Linked DNA regions of Zea mays: all the other regions are linked to region 1. A link is a contact called in public Hi-C data. All regions are on one chromosome and are shown on one strand. Each heading gives the region's core, a stretch centred on a gene start, on an enhancer-like site or on the middle of the called end of the contact. The rest is flanking DNA. Distances are from core to core; before and after follow the strand shown.

Region 1 (2,700 bases), core at 126-2,625:
CAGAGCTTGAAAACGCGCAAAGCAAGAATTGTGTGTGTGTGTGTGTAGCTACTTACATGTCATCTAGCTGGAATGCACCTACGTCGCCCTTGGTCTTACAGAAGACGAAGGTGTCAAGCTGAGGCTCCGGCACTGAACATGGTATTTGAAAACAGAATCAGATGGCTGCTAGTAGCCGATTACATGAACATCTCTGAAAGCACGCTTGCTGCATATCATTATTATATTAAATTATACTACTGTTTTCAGTAATAAGAAGCATGTAAATGATGTTGCATAAATAGGCCGCCCATAAAAGCATGACCTTTATGCAGATTTCATGCTGATTTGGTGTGGAACAGTCCAATCAGGAATGACAGCTCGCGTAATCAGATTTAGAAGCCCATGCAATGTATGTAATCACGAAACGACAGCTCGCGGCTGAATCAGCAAACAACAAGAATAGCATAGCTGTATAGCATCAAAACAAGGAACGCGGTAATTGGTAAAGATCAGGTACCCATGTCATCCTCAGTGCTCGACAGCGACTGCCTGGAAACCGAGTCATACCCGTACGGGAGCTTCGACAGCACCGACTGCTCCAGATGCTTCTCCATGATCTCCGCGCAACTTGGTACAGGCCAATCACAGTACATTCTTTGCCATCAGAACCGGGACAATCCACAAGGCAGCACAAACAACGGCGGCAAATACCCCAGCCACATAGCACACGTCAGAAGATTACCTCTTGGCAAACCGGCGCTCCTGCTGGGACAGCCGGCTGAGGAGGTCTTCGGAGCGGGAGATGTGCATCGTGTACTTCTCGATCTGCAGCCAGCAACGCAACAAGATCAGATTGGCGAGGCGATTGGGTTTGTTCACTGCAGGCACAGTACAGACATCGGGCTAGGAGGTTCCGAACCAACCTTCTGCAGGCGGAGGCGGAGGTAGGAGCGGAGGAGGAAGAGCGTGCGGTCGAGGTCCATCTGGTAGAGCGAGACCACCAGGTCGTCGACGCCACTGTCGGCGAAGTCGTCCAGCGTCTCCTCCTGGCGGCACCGCGGGAGCGAATCCGCATCAGAGCCGGAGAAGTAGCAAGAGGGAGGAGGAGGGCGGCGAGAAGGAGGACGTACGAGGAGCTGGGTCTGCTCGCGGACGCGAGAGACGAGGGGCGAGTCGAAGCGGAGGATCTCCGGCGCGGCCTTCTCGTTGCGCCACGCCCGCTTGAGCAGCTCGACGTCCGTGGTGGCCGCCTCGGCCGCGGACGCCGCCGCCGAGTCGTCAGCGTCCCAGGAAGACATCTCCGCGTCTATCCGTCTAGGTTGGGCCTCGGCTCTCCCTACTCAGCGTGGAAGAGCGGGAGCGGTGTCTGGCGGGAAGTTGGGGCACCTTCGCGGGCAAACCGCGGGAAACTGGCCGTCTTTCTTTTCTTTTGTGTGTGCAGGACGTCGGCCAAGTTGGGCTAGATTGGTATGCCATTGTGCTTTTATGGGCCTACTAGGCCGATCAGGCTCAGATTCGCGGAGAGTAAAGGAAACCTGGCTAGGCTAAACCGCTAAACCCGTTCACTCACACACATGCGGCCTGGGCTGGTTCAGCTCAACCCTATCGCTGTCTTTGTTGGGTATAGCTCATAAAACAACTTCTAGCGATTTTGGCCCAACTCGTTCCAGGACCCAATTAGCTAGTAAGGCTCAAATGTATTTTAGTTTTTAATAAAAACAAAATAAGTATAAAATAACGATGTTCTATGTGTACCAAAAAAATATTACTGCTATTGACTAATGGATAAAAATGATTTTTGCTTATGAACCTAACAAGAAATCTAAGTGATTAGAACTGTTGCATATATGATTTACTCTAATGCAAGTAAGAGATTGTTGAATATATGACCAAGAGACTTTTATGATTGATGAGAACACTAAGATAAAAGTATATTAGCATGAGATCTCTATATACGAAGTGGCTTTTATGATTCACGAGACATCTTAGTTATCGTCTCCTATGGTTGCGGGTGCCCAAGACGGTCATTTCTCCCGCTGCACGCGGTTCTAGCACATCAACGTCAGCGGATGGTTCTAGCGCATCGACGTCGTAGGGGTTTCATCCTCGATACCATGAAGATGTTGTTGCTGTTGTCGGATGGACGTGTTCCTGCTATTGGTACGCAAAAACGCAAGTAGAGTACGTATAACTACTTCTACCGTATCACACCTTTCTTCCGCTGTGCTGCTACCCTAGTGGTAACAATTCATGATCCATTACATCTAACCTACGTCCCTCCTATGTCCTATGCATAACTTTTCGGATCACCACCAACAGATCGTACCAGGTCCCCTCCAAGAAGAAGACACTCGTGTTTCCCCACTTCAATTCCTTGGTTAAGGCTGACGGGAATTGCACTTACCAGTTCGGAGACGCTGCCTTTAACCGATGATCCTCTTTTGCACTTACCAGTTTCATCTCTATGCGCAAGACTAGTGTTTCCTGCGACTACAAACAGCAGTACAGCAACAACAGGTATTTCCAATCGCCTTGGGTAATCAGAACCACTTCATCCGCCTAGCGGATGGAAAAGCCAGCAGGTCGTCGCTAAGTTCCCGCGTACACTCCAGGAGGTGTTTGTAGCCTGGTCTCGACCGTGTTCAGCATATCCAGAAACTCGTCCGTGACATCATCAGCCTCACACCATCAGTCAGGAACGAGTTCTGCTCTCAAGGG
Region 2 (2,700 bases), core at 190-2,689, 190 kb after region 1:
TAGTTTACTAGCATCGAACTTAAAGCAACACATGCATCTAGAATACTATAAACAACTTCATGGTGTGCAACCGAAAGCGGTTTTTTAAAAAAAATGATGCATTGTTTGAACCAAATTGTTGGCACCGATCTGGGCGCCAGTCACTAGAGATGTACCGCCTGGCGGTGCCCTCTGCAGCAGCGCGGACGGTCCGCGGCCCTGAGTCGGACGGTCCGCGATTTCACTGTAGGAGCGGCTCCTTCCCTGCGTCGCTCCGGACGATCCGCGCTCTGTGCGGGACGGTCCACAATGGCGCAGTGTCGTCTTCCTCCTCGCGGGAATGTATATCTCGCCCCCTAGGGAGAGATCCTAGGTGCTTCGGGTCAGCAGGCCATCCGGGGCGTCCCCAGATGGTGTAATGTTGCCTAAGGATTAAAAAATCAGCTCGAGGAAGAGACCTAAAGACATTCACCCTCCTAGCAGATGACCAGGTTTGTTAGGGTGAGATCCAAGGGTCGTCTTGGGATCGGCAGGCCAACTAAGTCGGATCTAGTCGACGTAGAGTCGAATAGGGGTGCATGTAGATATATAGAAAGCTACAACTAAAAATATGTTACATCTACTCATATGGCAGAACTGATAAAGAAAGGTAGATAAAGCAGATTAGTTCGATTGAATATGTTCGGGTGTTCTTAATCGGTCGTACCCGTTTATATTTATGGGGGAGTAGGTCTGTAACTGTTCATAGGCGAGATCTAACGGATTCCATTGATAGATTAGGATAACCACGCATGAAGATAAATATTCTCGCCCGTTCTCATCTGGTCGCGAGGGTGCGGACCGTAGAGGCCGGCCATGCCAGGTGCCAAATATGGTGCTCAACACAAATGTTTCATAAAGTTATTTTCAGATCGAAATGGGCCGCCACAGCAACAACATCGGGAGAGCACTCAGAGCAGAGTCAAGCAAGAGTCATGGGCCCACAGGCGGCGGAGGCTTTCGTTTCGTTCCAGGCAATTCGAACGGAAAAGGAACACCAAGGGCACCGGTTCGCCGTGCAAGTCACCCATCCCTACCAAAACCACGACTCTCACAGCTCGACACAAGGGCGCGGGAGGGCGGCCTCTGGCGCCATACCTGGACGCGACGCCCGCGGCGTTGAGCTTGCGCCAGATGGAGCGCAGCCGCTCGGGGTTCTCCGGGTGTTCCTCCCCGTTGGGCGTCGCGTGCGCGCACATCCGCTCGTCGTACAGCAGCCCCACCAGCGGCGCGGTCACCGGGGGAGCCGGAGCCGGCTCCGCCATCGCGCGGTGGGGATCGGGGTGGCGAAGCACCGGCGGGGATCGGGGTCGGGGTCGGGGTCGGTGGACGCGAAAGGGGCGAGCGAGGCGAGTGGAAAGCTGGGGTTCAGGCGTATCGACGACTCGACGTCCGCTCCGACGACTCAGTTGGAGGGCTTGATGTCGGATGTGGGTCCGACCTGTGAGTGGTAGCGACGGGCTTTCATTTGAGTTGTGTTGGCTCGATCAGATGGTGTTCAACGGTTAGTCTAAGGTGGTGTTTGATTTTTAGGAACTAATGTTTAGAAAAATTTCATCTTTCGTATTTCATTTTCGTGCCACATCAGCAATCTATGTCCTTCTATAGCATCTATTTTTATAGTTATTTTCTCTATATTTTCCCTATACTCCACCTCAAATGTATAATATCAATTTTCTCTCTCGACAGAAGCAAGGGGAGAGAATATCGCTCTACCGTACGGGAGGTATAGCGGAATCCCTCAACCGTTGCATGAGTAGATAAACGCTAGCGTCACTAACTAAACATGTGTTTGGGTGTAATGACAGAATTGAATAAGATAGAATGATCTCTTAAATAAGATAGTTTGGTTCAAAATTAGGGGTTGAAATAAAACTATCCCAGTGTTATCTTTTAACATTGGAGGGACGAGAGAGAACGCCAGGGGACGTCCCTATCATATCTATCACAGCTCTTCCGTGACTAAATGCATCCTAAATCGAGAGGAGGGGAGGTCTCGCCATAGGCGTCGTACTTGCTCCCTCAAAAATGCCATCTCCCTCCATCCAAAAAGAATACTCTATTTGTCCCAAAATAAATTTTGTTTTAGGTAACTAATAAATTCATACAATATCTGATATATATATATATATATACATTCATCATCATCGATTTGAATATAGACATAAAAAGAGTTAAAACGAAAACTATTCGAGAACAAAAGAAGTATTGAGTAAAGTGTGATAGTGATCTCTAAACTTGTTTAGATGTGTCAAGTCAGTGCCTAAACTCTCGGAATAGTCAATTATGTTCCTAAACATTATTCTGGTGTCATTTTAGTCCAATCCGATGTGAACAGGACTTGGTAGCTAACGTGGCATTGCCACCGTGTCGTCCATGTGGCACGGCATCATCGGAGTAGAATGTGGCGAAGACGAGGAGGCGGCCATGTGGCAAGGTCGTGCAACGTCTTCCCACGTCAGCTAATTAGATCATGTTCACATCCGATTGGACTAAAATGGTATCGGAACAATGTTTAGGGGTCTAATCAACTACTCTGAGAGTTTAGATATCGGCTTGACACACGTGAACAAGTTTAGGGGGCCATCAGCGCACTTTACTCAAAATATTATTATAGTGAAAGCTTCTAACTAATGTCAACTTTAGCTAGCTAACAATTAGGTCATGTATCCAACAAAACCT
Region 3 (2,700 bases), core at 111-2,610, 210 kb before region 1:
GCAGTATGGTGCTACAGGTATGGTTACCAACTTAATGTGAAATAAATCCATGATCTATATCTTTCTTCTTTCACAAGTAAAGTAGAAAAGGCCCTATGCTTATATTCATGTAAGGCCATGGCATTCTTTCTGGCTTCTGCCCTGAGGCACAGCCGCACAGGGCTAATTTCTTCTTTCCTCTGCCTGTTTTGGTATTTGGCTTTGGTGGCAGAACAATAACTTCAAATGGTACCCTTATTTAAGTTAACTATTACATTGTATTACAACTTGGTCAAGCTAATGTCCAGTGGTATTTTAACAGATTCCCATATTCTAGTATTTGGAAGCGATAGAAAGTTAGGATAGCATCATACAGCAGCACTTATAGAATTTCACTAGCAGCATCTAAATCACATCCCCAGCTAACATGTTTTCATGCTATCCAACGGTATTCTGCAACTGACATAAACACTACAGTTTGCGGTGTTCGTGTAAGAGAACAAGAGATGCATTTTTCTTTACATTTGCACTCTGGTGAAGCAAGTTAATTATACTACATAGTATTGCCTTCAACAGATGCCTAATAGAAATATCACAACGAACTATTTTGAAGGGATATGGTCTTCTGAACAATATATAATTGTTCCTATGGCCAACGAACAAGAGAAAATGACAGTGAATATGAGACTAGGAGCTAATTATTTTCCTTCCAGCCCACGAAATTGAGCGGTACCACCATTTCTTTCGTTCTAAATCGCATCGCACACGAAAAAAATAAAATCGGTGCTGAATGCGGAGAATTCGACCAACCTCATTGCCGAAGAGGAACGCAGTGCTCCGACGGAACGGGTGGGCGGTCACCGGCTGCGCGTCGTCGGTGATTTCCACGCCGCAAATGTCACATCCTCTCTCATCCTGCAACGACACGAAAAAACACATGTCGGGCAAAAACGAAGCAAAAGGATAGGGTTTAGGGGTTGGAGAGGCCAGGATCTGCTCGCCTGCTTGCCTTGAGGTAGGCGCGGGCGAGCGCGAGAGAGACGAAGTGACGGAAGCGAAGGTGCGAGGTGGCGCCATGGCTGCCAAAGGCGCTGACATCGCGGCGGCCGACGACGACCACCTCCGCGACGCCGAACGCCGTCGCGCTCCGCGCCAGCGTCCCCACGTTGTGCCGCTTCGCCACGTTATGGACCACCACCACGCTCTCAACCGCCGCCGCCATGGCCGCCGCGCCTGCTCGATTCGTCGCCGCCGCCGTCGGTGGCACCGGGGTTTACTCTAGAGTCCCCGTGCACTTTCTCACTGGCATGTAGACCATGGAACGAATCCAACGGTGCACCGTGCCCGCGAGGCAGCGGGACCCACCTGTCATCGTGCTCGTGCCCTCCGATCGCCACCGGAGCGGAGATCGACTCGGATACGAGAGTCCGATACTCCGATCTGATTTTAATACCTGTTTGCATGTAGCTATTGGAACACTGAATTAAAAATTGAAATCAGTTTTCTTAAAATCTGTTATTTAGTTACATATGAAATTAAGATTTAAAATCAGAGATCCAAGTTCTTACAATAAGATTATAACTAGAAACCACCTCTTCTAATATAGAGTGTAAGCCTTCTGTATTGGGTGAAATCAATTCAAAACTTCAATTCAGTGACATCCAAACAATAGAATCAGAATTATATTTTATTTCAATGCTATGGCTAATTTGGTATTAAACTCAATTCAATTTCATATCTTCTAATATTGACATCCAAATAGAGCATAATAGTTGTATGCCTTGGCTCGTTCGGTTTCCGTGAAACGATGAACTAAAACGATTTCTAGTCAGATTACTTGTGTAATTGATATAAGTTTTAATGAGCAGGAACGATTCCTAAGTCAATATCCTCAACAAACAAGCAGGGCCTTGTTTGGTTAGGATCAGTGCCTATTTGGCAACAATGTCTCAAAAAATATGGTTTTACAATATTGTACTTTATAGTTGTTATGATAATACTATAGTTTTGGTCAGCTCTAAAAATACCAGATGTTGAGAATATATTGTTTGGTACAACATTGCAAACTATATTATTAGGCAAAAGCTAATCATGTCATAAATACTTTGGATTGTAGTGGAGTTTCTAATACCACAAATAACATGATGTCTAAAATACAATGATTTTAAAAACATAGTTTTCATGAATACAAACAAAACACTTTATAACATAAAATACTATAGTATTATTAAAAACATGATATTGTCTAGAAACTATAGAAATACTTTACTCACAAACAGATCCCTAGAAGTCACTTACAATGTGTTTGATTGCTTGTGTGAGTGAGCCTAGCTCGTTCTGGTGAGCCTGGCTCTAACTAACCTAGCTGAGTGCATGTAGTCTAGTATGTTTGGTTCAAACACCATGCTTTTCACCCACTTCTGTTGCTTTCTCCTATCATGGACTCACTCTCGCGATTTCTAAAATGCGGTCTCACCCTTCACCCCACATTTGACACCCTCGAGTCCTCGACCAGATCCGCCCCATGGCTAGGTTCCCGACTCCATGGCGTCGTCATTGACTCAAGCTCCGCCGCCCCGAGGTTAGTTGTCGCCCGCCCGGTTCCACTCCATTACTCGACGTTACTCCATTGAAAATAATCAAATGCTAAGGGCTAGTTTGGGAACATCGTTTTCTCAAGGGATTCCAATTTTCCCAAGGGGAAATAAACTAATTTCCTTT

What was found. Hi-C and Micro-C count contacts between places; a contact is called where the count stands out from the background.
Region 2: a contact with region 1 is called in a Hi-C map of tassel, with 5 times the contacts expected there. The contact joins the promoter of LOC541883 here to the promoter of LOC100193079 in region 1. A contact is called at or near these places in 17 of 25 Hi-C or Micro-C datasets (bundle sheath, ear, endosperm and 6 more).
Region 3: a contact with region 1 is called in a Hi-C map of root tip, with 3 times the contacts expected there. The contact joins the promoter of LOC100285504 here to the promoter of LOC100193079 in region 1. A contact is called at or near these places in 6 of 25 Hi-C or Micro-C datasets (bundle sheath, ear, endosperm and 3 more).

Annotation. Positions count from the first base shown.
Region 1 is chr2:216,657,757-216,660,456 of Zm-B73-REFERENCE-NAM-5.0, reverse strand. It overlaps LOC100193079, which reads right to left and starts at 1,375. Exons shown (of 6, transcript NM_001309866.1): 1 at 1,113-1,375; 2 at 906-1,028; 3 at 725-807; 4 at 500-609; 5 at 57-132. The coding sequence starts at 1,280. It overlaps LOC100192874 (Agenet domain-containing protein), which reads right to left. Exons shown (of 7, transcript NM_001138062.1): 7 at 2,408-2,700. It also overlaps a transcript of LOC100216933 not described here.
Region 2 is chr2:216,470,341-216,473,040 of Zm-B73-REFERENCE-NAM-5.0, reverse strand. It overlaps LOC541883 (RPD3 histone deacetylase homolog), which reads right to left and starts at 1,439. Exons shown (of 13, transcript NM_001111549.2): 1 at 1,117-1,439. The coding sequence starts at 1,283.
Region 3 is chr2:216,862,895-216,865,594 of Zm-B73-REFERENCE-NAM-5.0, reverse strand. It overlaps LOC100285504, which reads right to left and starts at 1,360. Exons shown (of 4, transcript NM_001158396.2): 1 at 989-1,360; 2 at 790-894. The coding sequence starts at 1,201.